Linked DNA regions of Mus musculus: regions 1 and 2 are each linked to region 3. A link is a contact called in public HiCAR-type and promoter capture Hi-C data. All regions are on one chromosome and are shown on one strand. The core of a region is the stretch at or near the end of the contact, and the rest is flanking DNA. Distances in the headings are between cores, read along the strand shown.

Region 1 (2,964 bases), core at 102-2,601, 350 kb after region 3:
CAACAAGTCAAAAAACAAAACAAAATAAAAGCAACAAAACATCTAGAGAGGCAATATAAGCAAGGGAATCCAGCAGGTTTATTTTCTAATTCAAAACCTACAAACAGCTATATTCATGTTTGTAGTCACACACTTTGTTGAGAGCAAGAAGATATTTACAAATGTAGTTAAGATAACTAAAGTTATATTTTATTATGCTGAGGATTAGTATACAGTATTTACACTTTAAATTTCTAATTACAGTCTTAACCCTATCTTCCCAGGGCTGCTCACCTGGGTGACATATTTTAGCTTGTCAGGTTCAGTTTTTTTTTTCCTTTTTATTATTATTATTTATTCATTCTACATCCTAATGGTAGCCTCCCCTTCTGCCTGTGATCCCAGTCCCATCCTCACAAACACCTTCCCTTCTCAGAGAGGGGAGGAGACCCCCTTGGATACCACCTGATCCTGGGACATCAAATTGAAGCAAGACTACACACAACCTTTCCCATTAAGGCCTTACAAGCCAACAGAAGTTTTTGATTTGAGGCTCCTGAGGGCAGATTATGGTGGTGTCTTCTCATATGTGCAGCGCAGAGCATTGTCTTAGTCTCCAATTATATACTGTTCACTGGGGATCATGGGGTTTTAGGATTGTTATTTGGAGTGAGTGATGTCAGAGTTTTGGTTATTAGTCTTGGGTGTTTAAAAGGCATTTTTTTTTACTATGTTCATTACACACTTATATACATTTTCTACCTCTCCTACACTTATATATAAATACATCACACCGATCGCCTAATTGCCATTAGGTGTTGACTGGGTACGGAACAACCTGTCAGCCACCTAAATCGGGTCACTAGAGCAAAAGTTGTAAAATCCGTAAATGTAAAAAATTAAGATTAAAGAGGCAGGGTCTGAGAAGAAGACTTTGAAAGATGAAGCAAAATCTCTGTGGTGACGGTGTAAAAGAACTTCCACCGAAAGTATGTCTTTAAAATGCGGAGGGCTCCGTTCATGGGCCCACCGCCCGCCTCAGGCCCTAAAGAGGGTCTGGCAGGTTTCTGCTGTTGTCCTCCGTCAGGATCCCCTGCCTCTCTGCCAGTGCTAGCTAGTTCTGGCTGCTGAGCACACAGCACAGCCTGGCACCCTGGCGACCCTAAGCCGCCAAGTGAGAAAGAAGCTTCTAGAAACCATGCGGGCCTCCGATGGGGGGCCGCGGGCGGAGGACGGGGGCCCCGAGGGGGGACGCTGCTCACCTGAGCTCCTCACAGAACCTGGCTCCGGGCTCTGCGAGCCCCGAGTTCCTCACCGCCGAGCTCCTCACACAGCGCACCGTTCCTCCCCGACCAGCACGAGCGATTCAAACTGCCCGCCGCCGCCGCCCCTCTTCCCTCCCGCTCACTTCCGGTCCCGCCCAGCTAGCCTCCACGCCCATTGGCCATGGCGAGAGGCTTTCGACCAGTCCTCACCCGGCTTCTCGGTGAGCCGCCTCTGATTGGCCCTTTTGGACGACTGTTTAAAAACAAGCAGAGCCGGCGGCGGAGCCTGCGCAGACGTCGGATGCACTGGCGTTGCCTAGAGACGGGCTCCGCACGCTGGGAGGAGCGGACTGCGGGTCTGAATGAGGGTTAAACCCTGAGCGGCTGGGCGGGCTTGAGGAGCAGGGTAAGGTGAGGTCTGTGCTGCGGGGAGGCCGCTCGCTCTAACCGTAGGACAAGCGTAAGGTGTTAGCTCTGAGGGGATTATTATTATAAAAGTTAGCTGCGAAGTTGATTATTACTTTAAAAGTTGGCGCGCACCTGCCATAGCAGCCCTGCGGAGGGCGTTTGGAGGACAGCCTGGCTATAGACAAGAGTCCTTGTCTCGAAAAGAAAAGAAGAGGGGAGGGGAGGCGGGGGGTGGGGGGGCGGATAACAGAGGCACAGTATAACAAATAATCTGAACTTGAATCTAGACATGCATGCAAAACTCAACTGCTGACCTCTCTGTCATCTCCATATTTTCAAAATCTGGATATGCGATTCGCATGGGTTGTGGTGGCTCACGCCGACAGGATTTACTGAATATGAGATCCGAGGGGAACACTTCATCAGATTCAAATATTCACAAGGCTCTTCTAAACTGAGTATACTGCTTCCACTTTCCTAATAGCACCTAAATGCCTAAATATTTTTCTTTAAAAGTAAATATCCATAGGAGGTATGGGATGTGATGCAAACGGAGGGTGGATAGGGGCGGGGGTATGGAATATGGAGTGTGGAAAATAAATTTAAAATAAAATAATTTTAAAAAAAGAAGTAAATATCCTTGGAATTGTAGAGGTGGCTCAGCAGTTGCTGCTCTTGCAGAAGACCTGGGTACAGTTCCTAACATCCACATAGTAGGTCACAACTATCTATAAATCCAGCTCAGGGAATCTGATTCCCTTTTCTGGGCCCACAGGCAACAGGTATGTAACGACATACGTGCTGGCAAAACATGCATGCACATAAAATTAAAACATAAAAATGCTCTCAGTTCCTCTTTCCTCTCCAGTGATCCCTCTCATTGTCTCTCTGCTCACATCCCATTTCTTTTTAGGGTCACTTAGTGCCCAGGGCTTATCCCAGCACCCAGTTTCCCCAGGAAGGCAGCTAAGAGTTACAGAGTCAGATGGAGACCAAAGCTGCTTTATCTTTGGCAGTTCTCTTTGCTATTCTGTAGCCAAAGACTACTTACTTTTAGCAATTTCTCTGACTTTAATTCTTTGCTATTGTATGTCCAAAAGCTGCTTGCTTTCAGGAGTTTTTCTCTTTAATTCTTTGCTATTCTAAGACCTCTGGTTTCTGGTAATTTGACTCCAACTGATAGCAACAAGAGTATTAGAAAAAAGGCTTAGTTTCTCTCTGACTCAAGGACCCCTCCATGGCCAGGCTAGAGGCTTGGAGTCTGTTAACTCTTTGTGAGCCAGAGAGAAAAGAAGAGGAAGAAAGAATTCAA
Region 2 (2,740 bases), core at 159-2,658, 340 kb before region 3:
GATGAGGTCATTTGCACAGGACCTAGTAAGTATAAAATGCAGCGGAAGTCATTTGCATATGACCTGCTACTTAAGGAATGCACTAGAGGTGCAAGGTCTCCAACTGTTAAAACTTTGCTTTGGAGGTAAAAGGTGACAAAGCAGGAAGACCACCCCAAGTTCTCCAGCACTCAGAGAGCCCATTGTTTCACAACTGTTAATTTGTATTTTTAAATAACAAAAGTGTTACACGTTTAAAATCTTAAGACATTGAAAACTAGCCTTCCCAGGACAACAGAATAGCCTGCGCATTAGAACCCCCCTCTCCCTCTATTCTTACTATGCCTTAAACCCAAGCTTCCCTCAACTAGTAGGGGCAATATCCTTTTCTGAGAAGAGTCATGTGTAAGTCACGGCAAATACAAAAATGGGTTTTTGGTTTTGTTGCTTGTTTGGTTTGTTTGTTTGTTTTGCCAACAAACTTCCACTCCAACAAAATGGGAGTGGAAGGTCTAATAGAGACTAAAGACTCAACAGTCCAACCGGTTGCTCCTATGCAACAACTCAAGCCCTAGCACGGGAGACGACAACCAGCTGCAACGCTGACAGCTCGGTGTCAGCATGCCTCAACCCTCCAGAGGCCCCAAGTCACTTGGTCAGGCAGGCCCACCATGCCAACTGTGTTCCTGTGGCCTTACTTACACCATAGGAACCCGGGGGAATAAAGACTGAGTTTTAACAGTCTATACACTCGACCTGGAACCAGACTCTGAAGAGTGCATAGGGCTGCTTGGATCATGCAAAATTGTACCTACCTGTCTCCGGGTCCCCCACCTGGCCGTGCAGACGCCGCCCTACCCTGCAGTGGGTACCCGACCTGACCAGGTAGATGCCACCCTGCCCTGCGGAGGGTACCCGACCTGACCAGGTAGACGCCGCCCTGCCCTGCAGTGGGTACCCGACCTGACCAGGTAGATGCCACCCTGCCCTGCCGAGGGTACCCCACCTGGCCGTGCAGACGCCGCCCCGGCTGTAACACCTATCCCACCTAGGCTGGCACATGCCACTCCTACAGCAGCGGGCGTCCCACCCACTGTTCCCGCGCGGTCGCGGGCTCACCTGGTCCCCCCCACATTCAGCTGCACGATCTCCCCGCTGCTGGCCGCCGACGCGGCGAAGCTGCCGCAATGCCCGCCCGCCATGTCTGCGGCGGGAGCCGGAGCCAGGGCCGGAGCCGGAGCCGGAGCCAGGAGCGGCGGCTCGGCGGCCGGAGCACACTCGGAACGCCGAGCCTCCCGCAGCGGCCCGGCTCGCTCCAGCCTCCCCCACTACGTGTTCGTGGCCTCCGCCGCTCGTGGCTGGAGGCCGCCGGCCCAGCCCGGCCTCTCCTCAGAGCCCACTCGCCTCCATGGCGGCCGCCACAACCATCTGGAGGACGGGTCGCCGCGAGGGACAAAAAGCTGTAGCGCCGGCGCTTCACGCTTACGAAGAAGGAGTGGGCGGGGCTGGTGAGAGGGAGGAGCTCCTGGCGATGGGCGGGGCTGGACGAAGGGTCTTCTGCCACCGATGGCCTAGGAAAGATTTGCCCCTTGCCTCTTCACCAGCACAAGATTTAGGTAAAAAAGAAACTTTCGCAGTTATTCAGACTGATCTAAGTACACTCGATGAAAAGATATTGAACACCATACAGCGCATTACCTGCAAACTGCATAGTTTCCATGCCACCACTCCTCAGGGCAGGAGAAAGCAAAAACCCTGCTGGAGTGAGCGGTATCCAGCAACATGTTTCTAGATTGTACATACACGCACTTTTATTTTCTTTACTGATTGATTTTTGTTTCTCTCTCTCTCAGCATTATGCATTGGAGCACCAAACCTTAGCGATTTCGTGTGTGTGTGTGTGTGTGTGTGTGTGTGTGTGTGTGTGTGTGTGAGTGTGTCCTCCTGGGGATGGAATATGATGAGGCCTTGTGCTTGCTAGGCATCACTGACCTAAATGTCCAACCTCTAAATCATACTTTTAAAGAGTACTATGGCAATGGGATGTAGGTCAGCTAATGGAGACAGCACACTATATTTCAAAGATATCTAATTCAACAAGCTAAACTGTAAGCATTAAATGTCTAATAGTTTTCTCATAAAATTTAAAACTGATGAACTATAAGAGGATAGAAAACATCTTATCCTCATTAAACATTGCTTAATTTTGCTGCCAAATATGCCACTGAGATGATACACTTTCTCCAGAATTGATGATTTTTTTTTTTTTTTTTTTTTTTGAGACAGGGTTTCTCTGTATAGCCCTGGCTGTCCTGGAACTCACTTTGTAGACCAGGCTGGCCTCGAACTCAGAAATCTGCCTACCTCTGCCTCCGCCTGGCTCCAGAATTGATTTTTATAAAGGACAGCCACACCAGATGTGCTATCCTGTAACCTCAGCACTGTGGGGGTAGGGGGAACCAAGGAAAAAGAATAAGGAAGGGACTAGAGGCCTCCTCAACTACATAGAATTTGAGGTCAGCCTGAGATACAGAGACCCTGTCTCAAAAAGAGAAAGGGGAGGAAAAGAAGGTGGGAGGGAGGGAGGGAGGGAGAGAGGGAGAGTGTGAGGGTAAGAGAGGGAAGGAGGGGAGAGAGAGACAGAGACAGACAGAGAGATTATTTCTGGGGCTGGTGAGATGGCTCAGTGGGTAAGAGCACTGACTACTCTTACGAAGGTCCTGAGTTCAAATCCCAGTAATCACATGGTGGCTCACAACCA
Region 3 (2,700 bases), core at 67-2,566:
AACAAGGCACTTTTGCTGTATTGACAAGGGCAAGGACACTTGAAATAAGCACTCAGCCAGATGTTGGCTGTTTGGATTTTTAAGAGCTGTTAGAAGTGCTTACAGCAGTTAAAAATCACCATCACCTGTAGCCTCATGAGGACTCAGATTCTGACTAAAATAAAATAAAATTGAGCCCCCCAAAACACCAAAAGACCCCCCAAAAACAAACCATCACAGCAAAGAAGCCCCACAGCACCTCTCTAAGCAAAGGTCCCCCACTCCCCAGAGGTACTGATTTTCAGAAAGCTTTTTCATAGAGAGAATTAGAAACCACCACCAATGTTACCCAGCCCAGCCTGAAATTCCTCCAAGATACTGTCATGATGCACTTGGTGGGGGGAGAGAGGGCAGATATGGTAATGTATTTTATTCTTTTATTTTCTCTCTCTCTCTCTCTCTCCCTCCCTCCCTCCCTCCCTCCCTCCCTCCCTCCCTCCTCCCTCCCTCCCCATTCTCTTTCTGTGTGTGAGAGACCATAGTGTGTGTGTGTATATGTATGACCACAGTGTGTGACCAAAGTATGTGTGTGTGTTGGGCTGATAAATTTCTTGAAGGAGTTTAATTCTTTTAAGCTATGTCCTTATATTTAATTAGCAGAAACAGATAATGCACAATTGGCAGACTTAATGGATAGAATCTGGTGGCATACAGAATAAATATTTTAAAAACAAAACACCCCCCCCCCCACCCCGCGCGCGCGCCTTTCCTGAACCCTATCTAATCTAGATACTGGATTCCCAGCCTCTACTGTTCGGTGAGAGGCGAGGCAGGTCTTTCCACACACCCTTCACACCATCACTATCGCTCCCCTCCCCCATGGTCCTCCTCTTTAAGCTCCTGGTCTCTGGTCCTCATCCATAATCGGTTCTCCCGCCCGCCAGCCACCAGTACCCCCAAAACAGCAGCAGAAACAAGCTTTTAATTGTTTGCCCCAGCACTACTGCGTGTCCCCCATGCAATGGGCAACAAGTGTGATCAGGGCCACCGTGCAACCTGCTTGAGGGCTACTCTCTAGGGCTGACCCTCCTCTCTGGAAACTGTCTTAAGCTGCGCCAAACCAACACCCGAGGGAGGCAAACGCAAAAACCCCAGGCACCAGCGGAAAAGCGCAAGACGGAGCCAGGAATGTATGCGTGCTGGGGTTGAGGTCACCAAGCCCGAATCACATCCAACCCACAGAATGGAGAGGAAGATGAGAAGCTAGGGGACCTGCGTTGCCCTCCCGGGAGAGCGTGCGCGGGCCAGGATGGATGCCCAGGGTCTCACCTCCTGCAGTATAGCCGGGTCTCTCCCGCGAGGCGCTGGCAAGCATGAGGCATGCAGCATTCAAAATGTTTGTTTGTTTGTTTGTTTTAACACAGACTTGGTGCTTTTTTCTTTTCTTTCTCTCTCTCTCTCTGTTTTCTTTTCTTTTCTCTTTCTTTCCTTCTTTCCTTCTTTCTTTCTTTCTTTCTTTCCTCTTTTCTTTTTCTTTCTTTCTTTTTTTTTTCTTTTTTGTTTTTACCAACACGCCATTGTACTCACTCCTTATTCCAAGACGGGCTGCGCGCTCCGAGCTGCACGGGTAGGCATTTTCCCCGGCTTTGTTTTACAAGGTGGGGAGAGCGGGGCTGGAGGCGGGAGGGGTATAGAGGGGGGAGCGTGAGAAGAAACGAAATCGCCGGAAGGAGAGGACACCAGCGGTGGCAGGCTGGGCAGAGGGCGAGGCCGAGGCCAAGTTGGGATCGGACGACGACGCCCCCGCGCGCGATGGGTCACCCCGATTGCGTGGCCGCCTGGGGTCCCGCGCGGGCCCTGGGTGCGCTCGGCCCTTGGCTCCGTGCGCTCGGCCGGCGGCTGGGCTCTGCCCCGGGGCTCAGCGAGGGGGTGATCACTGCAGCCCGTGCGGCCGAGCACCCGGGTGTCTTTGTGCCGCGGCCCTGTGCAGCCCCTCTCCGCATGTCTTTGTGAGGCGCCCCGCCTGGCTCGAGCCCCGCCGGGCGCCCGCAAGGTGGGGGTGTGGCCCGGGGTGGCCCGCCTGGCCCGTAGCACCACTCTCCCCTCGCCTCGCCGCTCTTCCCTCCTTTCCGAACTCCCTCCTCCTGCTCCTGCGGTGTCCCCGCCCGGGCTCGCCTCCCCGCACACCCCTCCCAGCCCTATGCGCGTCCGCGTCGCCCCAGCTGCCAATGCGTCCTCCCCGCAGCGCCCTCGGCCTGCCTCCCGCTCGAGCCTCACCTGCACCCATCACCCAGCGTCCTCCTGCCACCTCTTGCTCTAGCTGTCATGCATGCGTCTTCCATGCCTTCCCGAATCCAGTCCGGGTGTCAAGAGAGACCCCAGATCTCTACAGGTGAGTATCTTCCTCGCTAGCGCCCCTCCACCAGGGTGGCACAGAGATACCATCCCGCTGCCTTGTGAGCCTCAGAGTGGGGACTGCAAGAGTATGGTGCCAGCTGTTCCAGGCTACACTGGGGAAGGGTTAAGCAATAGTCACAGCACTCTCAGGGCTGCTTGATTTGGGCCTGGAGTTCCTGAATCCGAAAGGAACTGTATGACTGAGTCAGGGGAGGATGGAGGGAAACAGACTACATTCTCTGGAACAACCTGCCATCCCATCCCAAGGCTGATGCTAAGGATGCTGAATGCTGTGGGCGTGGGCAGATTTTGTGGGGCTGGAAG

The links. Promoter capture Hi-C pulls out the DNA fragments that hold promoters and counts their contacts. HiCAR-type assays count read pairs that join an accessible place to other places.
Region 1: a promoter capture Hi-C map of hippocampal neurons shows a contact between it and region 3, with 2.0 times the contacts expected there. The contact joins the promoter of Cenpf here to the promoter of A430027H14Rik in region 3. A contact is called at or near these places in 1 of 39 promoter capture datasets (hippocampal neurons), 1 of 484 Hi-C or Micro-C datasets (cerebellar granule neurons) and 1 of 115 datasets of contacts at active chromatin or transcription factors (SST interneurons).
Region 2: a contact with region 3 is called in a HiCAR-type map of astrocytes, with 2.4 times the contacts expected there. The contact joins the promoter of Kctd3 here to the promoter of A430027H14Rik in region 3. A contact is called at or near these places in 4 of 39 promoter capture datasets (the 3T3-L1 cell line, 3T3-L1-derived adipocytes, cranial neural crest and 1 more), 1 of 15 datasets of contacts at CTCF or cohesin (the NIH/3T3 cell line), 4 of 115 datasets of contacts at active chromatin or transcription factors (astrocytes, embryonic forebrain, epiblast stem cells and 1 more) and 1 of 9 other capture datasets (adipose tissue).

Annotation. Positions count from the first base shown.
Region 1 is chr1:189,686,735-189,689,698 of GRCm38.p6, forward strand. It overlaps Cenpf (centromere protein F), which reads right to left and starts at 1,352. Exons shown (of 18, transcript NM_001081363.2): 1 at 1,242-1,352.
Region 2 is chr1:189,006,432-189,009,171 of GRCm38.p6, forward strand. It overlaps Kctd3 (potassium channel tetramerisation domain containing 3), which reads right to left and starts at 1,409. Exons shown (of 18, transcript NM_172650.2): 1 at 1,099-1,409. The coding sequence starts at 1,181.
Region 3 is chr1:189,341,735-189,344,434 of GRCm38.p6, forward strand. A430027H14Rik (RIKEN cDNA A430027H14 gene) reads left to right here and starts at 1,317. Exons shown (of 3, transcript NR_165462.1): 1 at 1,317-1,606; 2 at 2,225-2,371. Kcnk2 (potassium channel, subfamily K, member 2) reads right to left here and starts at 1,619. Exons shown (of 7, transcript NM_001159850.1): 1 at 1,309-1,619. The coding sequence starts at 1,354.